2 separate regions of the Macaca mulatta genome follow, and region 1 is linked to region 2. A link is a contact called in public Hi-C data. All regions are on one chromosome and are shown on one strand. The core of a region is the stretch at or near the end of the contact, and the rest is flanking DNA. Distances in the headings are between cores, read along the strand shown. Region 1 holds the start of ZNRF2 (zinc and ring finger 2). Region 2 has its middle 39 kb from the start of GARS1.

The links. A called contact is a pair of places that touch in the nucleus more often than the background predicts.
Region 1: a Hi-C map of fetal cortex germinal zone shows a contact between it and region 2, with 3 times the contacts expected there. The contact joins the promoter of ZNRF2 here to the enhancer-like site in region 2. A contact is called at or near these places in 4 of 14 Hi-C or Micro-C datasets (cortical neurons, fetal cortex germinal zone, fetal cortical plate and 1 more).

The regions. Positions count from the first base shown.
Region 1 is chr3:98,073,279-98,079,883 of T2T-MMU8v2.0, reverse strand. ZNRF2 (zinc and ring finger 2) reads left to right here and starts at 3,616. Exons shown (of 5, transcript XM_002803334.4): 1 at 3,616-4,853. The coding sequence starts at 4,391. It also overlaps the pseudogene LOC114677317.
Region 2 is chr3:97,821,291-97,827,230 of T2T-MMU8v2.0, reverse strand. No RefSeq gene overlaps it. Among named protein-coding and RNA genes, the nearest start is that of GARS1, 39 kb to the right of the region's middle. Within about 2 kb of position 1,565, at least 12 of the 40 cell types and tissues checked have an H3K27ac peak or open chromatin away from gene starts, as enhancers often do. A contact at or near this core is called in fetal cortex germinal zone and fetal cortical plate, where this site is marked.

The sequences.
Region 1 (6,605 bases), core at 2,367-4,866, 250 kb before region 2:
GAAAAGTGGGATGGCAAAACCTTAGCAAAATGTGTAAGGCTAGTGCTGGCTGCAGGACAGCCCTGTACAGAGGCTGTGGTCCCTGACTGAGAGGACTAATGGGTGTCACTATGCAAATTTGCTGGCCCACACATCAAAGGTCTGATCCAGCAGAGTTTTAAAAGAGAAACCAAGAGAGGAAAGAGGAACGCAAAGGAGAGTAAGGGAATACAAAGGGAAGAGGCTCGCCCCAACTAAACTTCAAACTAGACAACAACAAACTGATTGGTTAGGCATTTTTATTGAAAGCCCAGAAGTAGCTTACCTGTTCCAGTGTGGGTTTGTGGCCAATAATTTTGTCAATGCAAAGTGCTTTAACAATACCTAATTTTGCACCCCCAAAGCCTTTGGTCAACCTATCATTGAACAGCATCAGGAGGAATATAGTGTATTTTGAAACCTTCAAATTTGAAACATTTTAAAGAGCTGGGCTCTCGTCTCTTAATAAGGTCATGAAGGCATTAAAACAACAGTTCTGACTGTAGAGGAAAGCGCCATTTAGACCAGTGCTTCTCCAAACAAGAGTCTGAAGTCTGACGGCAGCAACATCACTGCGCAGTTTGTTAGGATGCAAATTCTCCAGGCCCAACCCTGAGCTATGGAATGAGAATCATTGAGGGTGGGGCTCAACAGCCTGTTTTAACAAGGTTTTCCTGTAATCCTTGTGTGTGCTAAAGTTTGCAAAGCACTGATTTAGACTACTGTTTATCCAAGTGCAGATTACAACCCCTTAGGGGGTTATAAAATCAATCCAATAAGCGGTGACCAGCATTTTACAAAAGTGAAGTCAAATAGAAAGCAGAGTGCATTTCTGATAGCATGGGTATTATCTCAAAAATCCGTTGCAGTTCTACATATGCGTATACCTGTGTGTACTCATTTGGATGAAGCAGCACTTTTAATTTTTGAAGAACTGGTAGGTATAATAAAGAAGTGACGGCTGGGCGCAGTGGCTCACGCCTGTAATCCCAGCACTTTGGGAAGCCGAGGTGGGTGGATCACAATTTCTGGAGTTCAAGACCATCCTGGCCAACATGGTGAAGCCCTGTCTCTACTAAAAATACAAAAACATGAGCCGGGCATGATGGCATGTGCCTGTATCCCAGCTACTCCAGAGGCTGAGGCAGGAGAATCGCTTGAACCTGGGAGGCAGAGGTTGCAGTGAGCCCAGATCCCACCACTGCACTCCAGCCTGGCGACAGAGCAAGACTCCATCTCAAAATAAATAAATAAATAAAGAAGCGACACATTTTCAATGAAGGCAGAACTATTTGGTTGACAATAACATACATCGAAAGCTTCATGCTGGTGACTGGAGAGAGATGAGAAAGGTGAGGAGAGAGGAAAGAGGGCCAAGGAAAGAACATAGAAGGCCAGCATTTTATCTCCAGAATCCTTGTGGGGAAAGAAACAAAAAGGCCCACCAGAGAGGAGGTGGAAGGGGCATCCACCGCAAGGGAAATGTCAAGGAGAATAAGAACATAAGTTAATGAGTGACATTCAAGAAATAATCGTTTTAGTACAACTGGTGAAGATATATGTATTCACTCACTCATTCATTCATTCATTCATTCACAAAACATTTTTTGTACCATTGCAAGACCAGACACTATGTTAAACACTGGAGGTCCAGACATGAAGTTTATCATGGAGCCAATTGTGACAAGCAAGATGTGTAATAACAATAACATGATCAGAGCTATGAAGGAGTTATTGTACAGCACTGAGTGGGAACACTGAAGTCAGTCTGTGATGCTGGGATGGGGAAGGAGGTGGCAGGAAACATCTGCAGAGGGCACTTAACCAAAATAATGACCATATCTTTTTTTTTTTTTTTTTTTAGCCCCCCCTAAGCAGGACGTCAAAAAATTTGGTGGTGAACTCACAATTGTTCCTCTCCACGGAAATCTTTAGTAAAAGGCGAAAGATTTAATAATGACCATATCTTTTTTTTGTTTGTTTTTGTTGAGACAGAGTCTCGCTTTGTCGCCCAGACTGGAGTGCAGTGGCCAGATCTCAGCTCACTGCAAGCTCCGCCTCCCGGGTTCACGCCATTCTCTTGCCTCAGCCTCCCGAGTAGCTGGGACTACAGACGCCCGCCACCTTGCCCAGCTAGGTTTTTGTATTTTTTAGTAGAGACGGGGTTTCACCGTGTTAGCCAGGATGGTCTCGATCTCCTGACCTTGTGATCCGCCCGAATAATGACCATATCTTAACATGATATTGCATATAAAGCACTGAGTACCTTTGTTTTTCCATTAAATATGTGTGTTTGTGTACATAGATACACGATGCATGTCTTTATATGTATACATATATTCTCCATTTGTTTAAAAACTTGATTCCCATACCCTAAGAGTGATGAAAATCATTACATAAACGACTTATTGCAAATAGTGAAAAATGGCAAAGTATTTATTTCTGTAGTTTCATAAAACACCACTTGCTATTATTTTCAAGTAGAGACTAGACATTTTCAAAATGGGAGTCTCAGAGCAGGCTATTCCCTGGGTATCCAGACCCCACTCTGCCGTGAAGAGACCACACCAACACCGAGGAATGCACTGAAGAGAATTTTATTACATTCAATTTTAGAGAAGTTATAGGATCTTAAAGATGCAGGTGCCCTAGGATTTAACACAAAAAGTCGGCCAGGTGCGGTAGCTCACACCTGTAATCCCAGCACTTTGGGAGACCGAGGCGGGTGGATCACTTGAGGACAGGAGTTCGAGACCAGTCTGGCCAACATGGTGAAACCCTGTCTCTACTAAAAATACAAAATTAGCCAGGTGTGGTGGCACGCGCCTGTAATCCCAGCTATTCTGGAGGAGGAGGCAGGAGAATTGCTCGAACCCGGGAGGAGGTTGCAGTGAGCCGAGATCGCACCACTGCACTCCAGCCTGGGTGACTGAGCGAGACTCGGTCTCAAAAACAAAAACAAAAACAAACCTGAAGTCCAAAAAAGTAAAATAATTTGCTCACTACACATAATTTAGTTTGGTGTTGGGCCTAGATCTTAGGTTTTGTGAGTCAGGTGCAGCATTCCTGGCACGACGGTTTTTGCCCTACCACGGAAGGTCAAGTTGGATTATCCCGAGTTCTTCCAACTCTGCGCTTCCTCCCAGGTTGGTGTTTCACGAGTGAGTCTAATTCAGATCAAGCTGGCTTTTGAGATTCTGTTTTTTAAATCAGTGTGTAACACCAACACCCACCGAAACCAAATGGCTCTGGGCACAGGACACAGCCATTCACGCCCCCTGCCAGGAAAAGCTGCAGCTGACACAGGCTCCTCCAGCGTCGGCGGGCCACATGCGGGAGGAGGGGCCGCCTTCTGGTTGGCGCCGGGTGTCCGTCCCTCCTATCAGCGTAGGCCCCGCGAGGAAGACACGGGCTCGCCCTGGCTGGCGGGGCGGGGCCAGACACCTGTCCATCACCGAGTCCACGGGTGGCAGCACCTACCACACCGCAGTACCTTGGAGAGGCGGAGCAGGGGCGGGCAGGTCGCGGCCAGGGGAGGCGGAGCAAGGCCGGCAGGAGCCAATCGGCCCGGCGGCGCGAGGGGGCGGGGGCGGGGTCACCGCGCGCGACCCAAACACACGGGCTGGGCGCACCCTGCCGCCGCGCCGCTCCGCGGTCTTCCGGCGCGAGGGCTAGGGCACCTCCTCCCGTCTCGGGCACCCCCACCTTCGCGGCCCAGATCCTCCCGCCAGTCCGGCCCCTCCTTCGCAGGGGGAGCGAGGAGACGGTTGCCGGGAAGCGCGCGCCACCCCTCCCTCCCATTCTTCGTCCTCCCCTCGCGCGCCACCCGTTTTTCCTCTTTCTCCGTTAATAACAGCTGGGTGGCTGGGGGAGGAGGGAAGGTGGCCCCGGCGGAGTCTGGGCCGGCACCTCCCACTCAGCCGCCAGCCGCCGTGGGAGCCGGAGGATGGCGGCGGTAGCAGCGGCCGCCCGAGAGGAGGCGGTGCCGAGGCCCGGGGCGCCGAGCGCGGCGGCAGAGAGCGGCAGCAGCCCGTCGTGGCGCACCAGAACCGAAACCAGCGGCAGCCGCACGGCCACCTGAGCCGCCCGTTCCTGCTGGAGCCAGCGAGGGGTGCCAGCCGCCGGGACCTCTTCCTCTCCGCGTCTCTTCGTCTCCTGCGCCCGCGTCAGGCCGCCGGCCTCACCCACTGCCCCGAGAAGAGCGCGCCGGGCGCCGACTGCCCCTCGGGGCGCCGGGCGGCGGCCCTGGACGTGCGGGGGCCTCTCTGGGCCGGCCGCGGCGCCTCGGCCCTGCCCTCTAGCTCCTGCGCTCTCTCCCGCCCTCCCGGCTCTCGGGGCGCAGCGCGCGGGCCCGGCCCAGGGCAGGGCGGACATGGGCGCCAAGCAGAGCGGCCCGGCCGCCGCTAACGGCCGCACGCGCGCTTACTCGGGCTCGGATCTACCTTCCAGTAGCAGTGGAGGGGCCAATGGGACCGCGGGCGGCGGCGGGGGCGCTCGGGCTGCCGCGGCTGGGAGGTTCCCGGCTCAGGTGCCCAGCGCTCACCAGCCCAGCGCCTCAGGCGGCGCCGCGGCGGCCGCGGCGGCCCCAGCAGCCCCGCGCAGCCGCTCCCTCGGCGGGGCCGTGGGGAGCGTGGCGTCGGGGGCCCGCGCGGCGCAGTCCTCCTTCAGCATCCCGAACAGCAGCAGCGGCCCTTACGGCTCGCAGGACTCGGTGCACAGCAGCCCTGAAGACGGCGGCGGCGGCGGCCGGGACCGGCCGGTGGGCGGGAGCCCCGGCGGGCCGCGCCTGGTGATCGGCTCCTTACCAGCTCACCTCTCGCCGCACATGTTTGGAGGTACGGACCCCTCTCCGCGCGCCCGCGCTCGGTCCTCCCGCGGCTGCACGTGGGTCGTGGCCGCCGGCTATTTTTACCCTTCTCCTTTTCTCCTTCGGCCGGGCAGGTCTCTATCCTGGGAAGAAACCCCCGGCACTTAACTCCTGCGGTGCCGCTATCGCGTAGACGCGTGGTTTGGTTTTTAAACATCGTGAGCACCCTCACCTCAGCGGCTCCCCGGTAGAGAAAGTCTGTTTTCCATAGAGATGACTGGAGCAAATGTTGTTTTACAACAAACAGACGAAACAGCCCTTGTGGTTGTGGCTTTTAGTACCAGGAAGTCAGGAGGAGACCCGTTGCTAAATGTAGTTCTATCTGGGGACTCAGTGGGGAACAGTTTTTAAAGGCCAAAAGTCAAAGGGTCTCGAATGAACGCTGAGTTACCATCTTTGGACTGACTTTTAATATAAAGCTATAATCCTTAAATCTGTGTCAGTCCCACTTACTATGTCACTCTAGTTGTATGAATGCGTTAATGAAAAGTTTGTTTTTAAACCTCACTAAACCGCTACTTAAGGTCACAGTTAATGTGAGTCCTGCTTAATTTGGAAAACATTTAGAAAATGGAAAAATTTCCTAAGGAAGTAAAAATTTTGCAAATCAGCCTACTAGGTTCTTTTGAAGAGCAGTGTTGACTAGAGTTAAGGAAAAGTCAGTTGTGAAAAATGGGCATTTTTAATAGCAAAAGATGGCTTTACTATAGAAACAGGAGGAAGGGTGCATTGTCCTGGGAAAAGTGAATTCTTCTTCAGTTGTGTTTTATGCTGATCTACTTTATTGCAAAACGCTAATAGTAAATGAATCAAGACCACCTCCCCTCCCCGATTTATGAAAATAAATAGAAGTATAGAAGATAAGCATTCCCATTTCATCGCATTATGCATCTGATATTAGAAGAATTCGCAGCTGAGCACAGATTAGCAGCGAAAACAGCATCCCCTACATTTTTGTGCCTCTTTTACTCATGTGTTTGTAAACGTAGGAACTTTGAGTGGAGACTTAGTAAAGTGGAATACGTAGTAAATGCATTCCGTTCAGAGCAAGGGACAAACAGTTGAGCTCCATGCTTCCTAGTAAATGAGTAAATTTATCTCTTCTAATGTTCTGTACTATCAGCATATACGCCAGCATAAATTAAAAATAAGAATGTCATGTTTAATTTTTCCCATCTTTTAGTAACGCTTTGCACATTCAATATGGAATGATGCTTGACTTTTAATTAGCTACCTTGTTTTAAAGTAATTTTTGCTGCTTAAAAATATGCATCCCTCTTAAAATTGGGCCATTTTAAAAAGTCATTTGCTTTTGAGTAAAGGAACTCTACTGGTGTCCTTAAAGTGATTTGATCACAACTAACCTACCAGTTGAAGTTGCTGTAGTCCACATTGAAGAATATAAAAGGCAGTTTCTGAGAATTGGTGATTAGTGTGAGATTGAAGAGCAAACTGGTTTTTAATATTTATATTTTTAAAGTGAAAATTTGCATTTAGCAGTTATCAGAAGGTGAATATTTAAGTTTGCTAAAGAAGGGTGAATAGGAAAAGCCTTGTCAAGTTAATAGTTAATATTTATTTAATATGCTGATTATTAAAAATTCATTTTCTAAGAGCTGATAATTCCCTTTGAGAAACATTATATTTCTGTGGGTTTATTTTGTTAAGTAAATGCATTCCGTTCAGAGCAAGGGACAAACAGTTGAGCTCCATGCTTCCT
Region 2 (5,940 bases), core at 316-2,815:
GTGGCAGGAGAGGGAGAAAAAGAGAGAAGAGAGCCACACACTTTTAAACCATCAAATCTCATGAGAACTCACTCACTATCATGAGAATCACCTCTATGATCCAATCATCTCCCATCAGGTCCCTCCCTTGACATGGGATTACAATTTGAGATGAGATTTGGGTGGGGACCCAGAGCCAAACCTTATCACCCATTAAACAATAACTTCCCATTCTCCCCTTCCTCCAGCTTCTGAAAACCTCCATTCTACTTTCTGTCTCTATGAATCGACTATTCGTGGTACATTGTATAAATGGCACCATATAATATTTGCCCTTTTGAGTCTGGCTTATTTCATTTCGTACATAATGTCTTCAAGGTTTATCCATGTGGAGCATTTATCAGAATTTCATTCCATTTTATGGCAGAATCACATTTCATTTTGTTTATCCATTCACCTGTTTCAGTAACCTTTAGACTTCTTTTTATCCCTTAGTGGCTAACCCCCTATTATTAGTTCATGATTATTTATATTACACTTTCCCTGTTGACATTGTATAGCTCCTGTCTCCTGCCTGATACATCTGTCTTAGGAAACTGCCTTTCCATCCCTGTGACTGACGGGGCCAATCATGGAACCTCATTTCCCTCACCATATATAGGATTGGCCCATCACTCTGATAATAGTGATGGGTCCCAGGATAGGCACAAAACCAACCAGCAGCAATCCCATGCCTTCCCCAGGATGGAAAGATGAGTACTGGGAAAAAGCTTTTCACTGGGATTGCCACACTGGTGTTCTTGAGGCCACATCCCCAGATACATATAGGGTCTCATCTTGTGGTAGGAGAAATTGAGGACAACAGACAAACAGCAATAGAGATGAAAGTGAAAAATGGAGACGTTTCTCATATACCTGGAGAAAGTGCAGCATGAGAAGAAGGTTAAAATTTAAGGAAGTGAGAGCACAAATAAGAGAGTGAGAAAGAGCAGCTGGATGTGCAGAGGACACATCAGGAGATAGCAGGTCATGATACCATGAAAATCAGGCTGTAAAGGGAGCATTTTCCAAAAGAAGGAATGAGTAAAAGTAGGCTGCAAAATGCCACTGGCTTGGGCACCAGGTTGTCGTTGACCTTGGTGACAGCAGAGGCAGCAGAGGCAGCATGGCCTGGCCTCGGTGCCTCTCCACGGCCATCTCCGGCACCCCGGAGACACCATCCTCTGGCCATACTTGCCATTCTGCGGAGCTGCCACAGCCCTCAAGCTTCTCCATTTTCCTTGACCCATCCCCGTTTGTCCTCTTGACCAATTCTGACGGATTCTCCAAAATTCAGCTCAACCTTAGATCTCCAGGTTAGTTTTTCACTCCCAAAGAGGAGGAGATGCTCCCCAGCCCTTTGTGTGTCCCGTCCTTTGATGGCGTGTGATTACACTGTTTACTGTGCATGTCTGCCTCCTCCTCCAGTCTGAGAGCTCCTTAAAACAGGGACTTTGCCTTATGCATCTTTGTATTCTAAGCACTCAGCCCAAGGCCTGGCTCTGAAATGAGCTCAGTGCACATTAATGGATCAACGCCTGGAGGGAGGCACTCGCTGATCTGATCCTTTTTTAGAAAAACAGGATCTGGTTGCCATGGCGCTGAAAGAGCGCTTTCTGTACCTGCTGTTTTCAGGATGAGCAAATCACTTTCAGCTGACCACACTGTGGCATCTGGCCAGCAGGATCTGCAGAATCCAGCACAATGGATGCCGAGCCAACCCTGAGATGGAAGAGACACCTTTCCTCCTTCCGAGCAGGTAAACTATTGAGTAACATCAAAGAATTTCATTTTTTCTACCCCTGAAAGATTTAAAGGTCTCCTCTTCTGTCAATATGCCCCTAGCTCTCCTGCCAGTTTTCTCTCGCCTCCTGCACAGTTTTTCTGTCTCCTTACTGCTGCTACTCTAAGATAGGGCTTTAGCCTATAGGCCAAATCTGGCCCACCACCTGTTTTTGCAAATAAAGTTTTATTGGAAGACAGCCATACCCATTTGTTTACATTTTGTCTATGGCTGCTTATACTCTACAATGGTAGAGCTGTGGCAGAGATTGCATGCCTGCAAAACAACATATTTACTATCTGGCCCCTTGCAAAAAATAAAAAGTTTTCTGATCTGTATACTAGAGAACGAGCTTCAGCTGATAAGAGATGATAAGGAAATAGTGCAACTCAAAATGGGACAACAAGGGAAAGAGAAAGGAAAAAACAGAATATGTTCCTAGATTGTTGTGTGGGCAATGTATGGGAGATGAAGAATACTACAGTATTTACAAACCAGACAGTAAAAGCTTAAACAAGAAAATAAGAGTAAGAGCCAAGGGAGGCTGAGGTAAGAGGATCGCTTGTGCCCTGGATCGCCTGATTGAGACCAGCCTGGGCAACACAGGGAGACCCCGTTTCTACAAAAAATACAAAAAAATAGCTGGGTATGGTGACACATGCCTGTAGTCCCAGCTACTTGGGAGGCTGAGGTGGGAGGATTTCTTGAGCCCAGGAGGCCAAGGCTTTGGTGAGCTGGGATTGCGCCATTATACTCCAGCCTGGGCAAAGAGCAAGACCCTGTCTTAAAAACAAATTTTAAAAAAAGAGCATTAAAAAAGTGTACATATAAAATAACCACTGGAATAAAATTACAAACCTTTATAAATACAATTTTTAAAGTAAAAAAATACATTGCACAGAGAAAGAAACACAGCAGATATAATACATGATTAATATAAAGTAATGTGGCAGAATGGAAACCCAATATATCAGTAAATATGAGAGGACTCATAAAAAGAAAACGTTTTTAATTTGACTCATCCTCTCAGCCTTCTTGGCTAGAACTCCCCATTCTCTCTTGAACCCATCCAATCAGGCTCCAATTCTCACCACCCCCACAGAAACTCTTGTCAAGATAACCAATGGCTTTTCAAGTTTCTATTGCTCTCTTTCCAGTCCTCATTTTCCCAAGTCTCGCAGCAGCAGTTGACAAAGGTGATCCTGCTCTCCCCATCAAACACTTTTCTTTACTGATTTCTGGGATAGCACTTCTCCCGGTGCAGGGGAAGGAAGGAAGACTTCCTTTCCAGAGACTTCTCAGCATTTTTTGCTGGATTCTCCTCTTCCTGATCTAATCGAAGGTTGGATTCTCCCAGGTCTCCTTCCATGGACCTCTTCTCTTTCCTCTCTTCTCTTTTTCTCATAGTATGTTCCATCATTCCCCTGGCTTTCATGGACAGGCTGATGATCTCCAGATTTGTATCCCAGACCCTGAGGTCTACCCTGAGCTTTAGACTCACAGACCCAACTGTCTACTCAGCTTGGCACTGGCACCCATCCTGCTGGATTCTGCAGATCCTGCTACACAGATGCCACAGTGTGGTCTGTTTGGGTATAGACTAGACTTCTCAAACCTAGTGTATTCAAAGCTAAATTCCTGATTTGTCATTCCTGCTTTGTTTCCTCTATAGTCTTCCCCATCTCAGGAAGCAGCAGCACCATTCACCTCGTTGCTTGGTTGAACAGGGGGAGTCATCCGTGACCCCTCTCTCTCTCATAGTTTCTCAGTAAGTCCTGTTGGCTCTGGCCTGGCACAGTGGCTCACGCCTGTAATTCCAACGCTTTGGAAGGCCAGGGCAGGCAGATGTCTTGAGCCCAGGAGTTCAAGACCAGCCTGGGTAACACGGTGAGACCCATGTCTCTATAAATACAAAACTTAGCTGGGCATGGTGGCGTGCACCTGTAGTCCCAGGTGCTTGGGAGGCTGAGAGGTGGGAGGATACCTTGATCCAGGAGGTCAAGGCTGCAGTGAGCCGTGATTGCACCACTGCACTACAGCCTGGGCAACAAGCGAGACCCGGTCTGGGGAAAAAAAAAAAACAAGTCTGTTAGCTCTAACTTGATCACTCTTTAATCTGCCCCACCAAGATCTCTGAGGGCCGAGCCACCCTCCTGTCTGGTCTGGGCTACTCCTGTAGCCTCCTAACTGGCTGCCCTCGCCTCTACGTCTGCCCCCTGCTTTTTTCCTCCACACCTCCGCCAGCAGGATGACTATAAAATGCAGGTCAGATCACACCACCCCTGCTCAAAACCCTCCAACTGCTTCCCATCCACACTTACAGGAAAATCCAAAGAACTCAATGTGACTTACACAGCCCTATGTATTCTGGCCCCTACCTCTCTCTCCAGCCTCATTTCCTACTTTTCCCTCTCCTTCACCACATTCCAGAGGCCCTGGCTTCTCTCCTGTTTCCAGGACATGCCAAACACAGTCCTGTCTTAGGGCATTTCGCTGTCTGGAAGAGCCTTGCCTAAGCCTCAGTAAGGTTCTGTTCTCACTGCATTCAGCTCTCTGCTCTTCTGAGGGGTCCTCATAACAATCACGTACAAAACAGCACCACTTCACTCGCTGCACTCAGACATTGCTTCACGTTTCCATAGTGCTCATCACCACTTGACAGTACTTTGTATTAAACAGTTTTGGGTTTTGTTTTTTTTTTTTGAGATGGAGTCTCACTCTGTTGCCCAGGTTGGAGTACAGTGGTGTGATCTCGGTTCTCTGCAACTTCCGCCTCCCGGGTTCAAGCAATTCTCCAGCCTCAGCCTCCCGAGTAGCCGGGACTATAGGTGCCCGCCACCATGCCTGGCTAATTTTTTTGTATTTTTAGTAGAGACGGGGTTTCACCATGTTAGCCAGGATGGTCTCGATCTCCTGACCTCGTGATCTGCATCTTGGCCTCCCAAAGTGCTGGGATTACAGGCGTGAGCCACCGCGCCCGGCCCAGGGTTGTTTTTGAAATGGGGTCTGTCACTCAGGTTGAAGTCCAGTGGCACGACCTTGGCTCACTGCAACCTCTGCCTCCCAGGCTCAAGAGATCCTCCCATCTCAGCCTCCCAAGTAACTGAGACCACAGGCATGTGTCACCACACCCAGTTAATTTCTTATATTTTTGGTAGAGATGGGGTTGTTGTCTAGGCTGGTCTTGAACTCCTGAGCTCAGGCAATCCACCTGCCTTGATCTCCCAAAGTGCTGGGGTTACAGGTGTGAGCCACCATGCCCAGCCTAAACACTTTTATTTGTCTTTCTTTCCTGTAAAATATAAACTCCCTAAAGGTGATGACTTTGTCTTACTCACTACTCTATTCTCAAAATGTGGCACAGTGCCTGAAAAATAGCAAGTGCTCAATAAATAATTGTTGGACGAATGAATGAATGGAGACATGGTTCTATTTTGGCCTGTGATTCAGTGTTTCCAAATTCCTGACAGATTTTAATCTTTGGGAATTAGGAATGAGAAATTAAAATGTATAAGCAGTCCGGGGAATTTCTGAAATCCTAAATTAGGTACAGGTTGCCTCATATATGTTCCTTTCTTTACAAGATGAAACTATTCTGTCTGCTTTACAAAGGACTGTAGGTGGCTGGGAATCGTGGCTCACACCTGTAATCCCAGCACTGTGGGAGACCAAGGCAGGTGTATCACCTGAGGTCAGGAGTTCAAGACCAGCCTGGCCAACATGATGAAACCATGTCTCTACCAAAAATACAAAAATTAGCTGGGCGTGGTAGCACGCGCCTATAATCCCAGCTTCTAGGAGAACCTGCTTGAACCTGGGAGGGGGAGGTTGCAGTGAACCAAGATCACGCCACTGCACTCCAGCCCGGGCAACACAGCAAGACTCCGTCTCAAACAAACAACTGTAGGCTATAGCAAAGATGCCAACAGTGGAAAATGCCAGTGAACATTATCAGATTGTATTAGAATAACAACACTGGGATCTTCTAGCAAGATTACTACATGGAATTATGTGTCAAAGTTGCCAATTTAAGGACTTATTTTGCCTTCAAAACTTGTTATTTCTGGACTTATTTTGCCTTCAAAACTTGTTACTCCTAGAATTTGTATAATGTGTATACAGACTTATTCGTATTTATT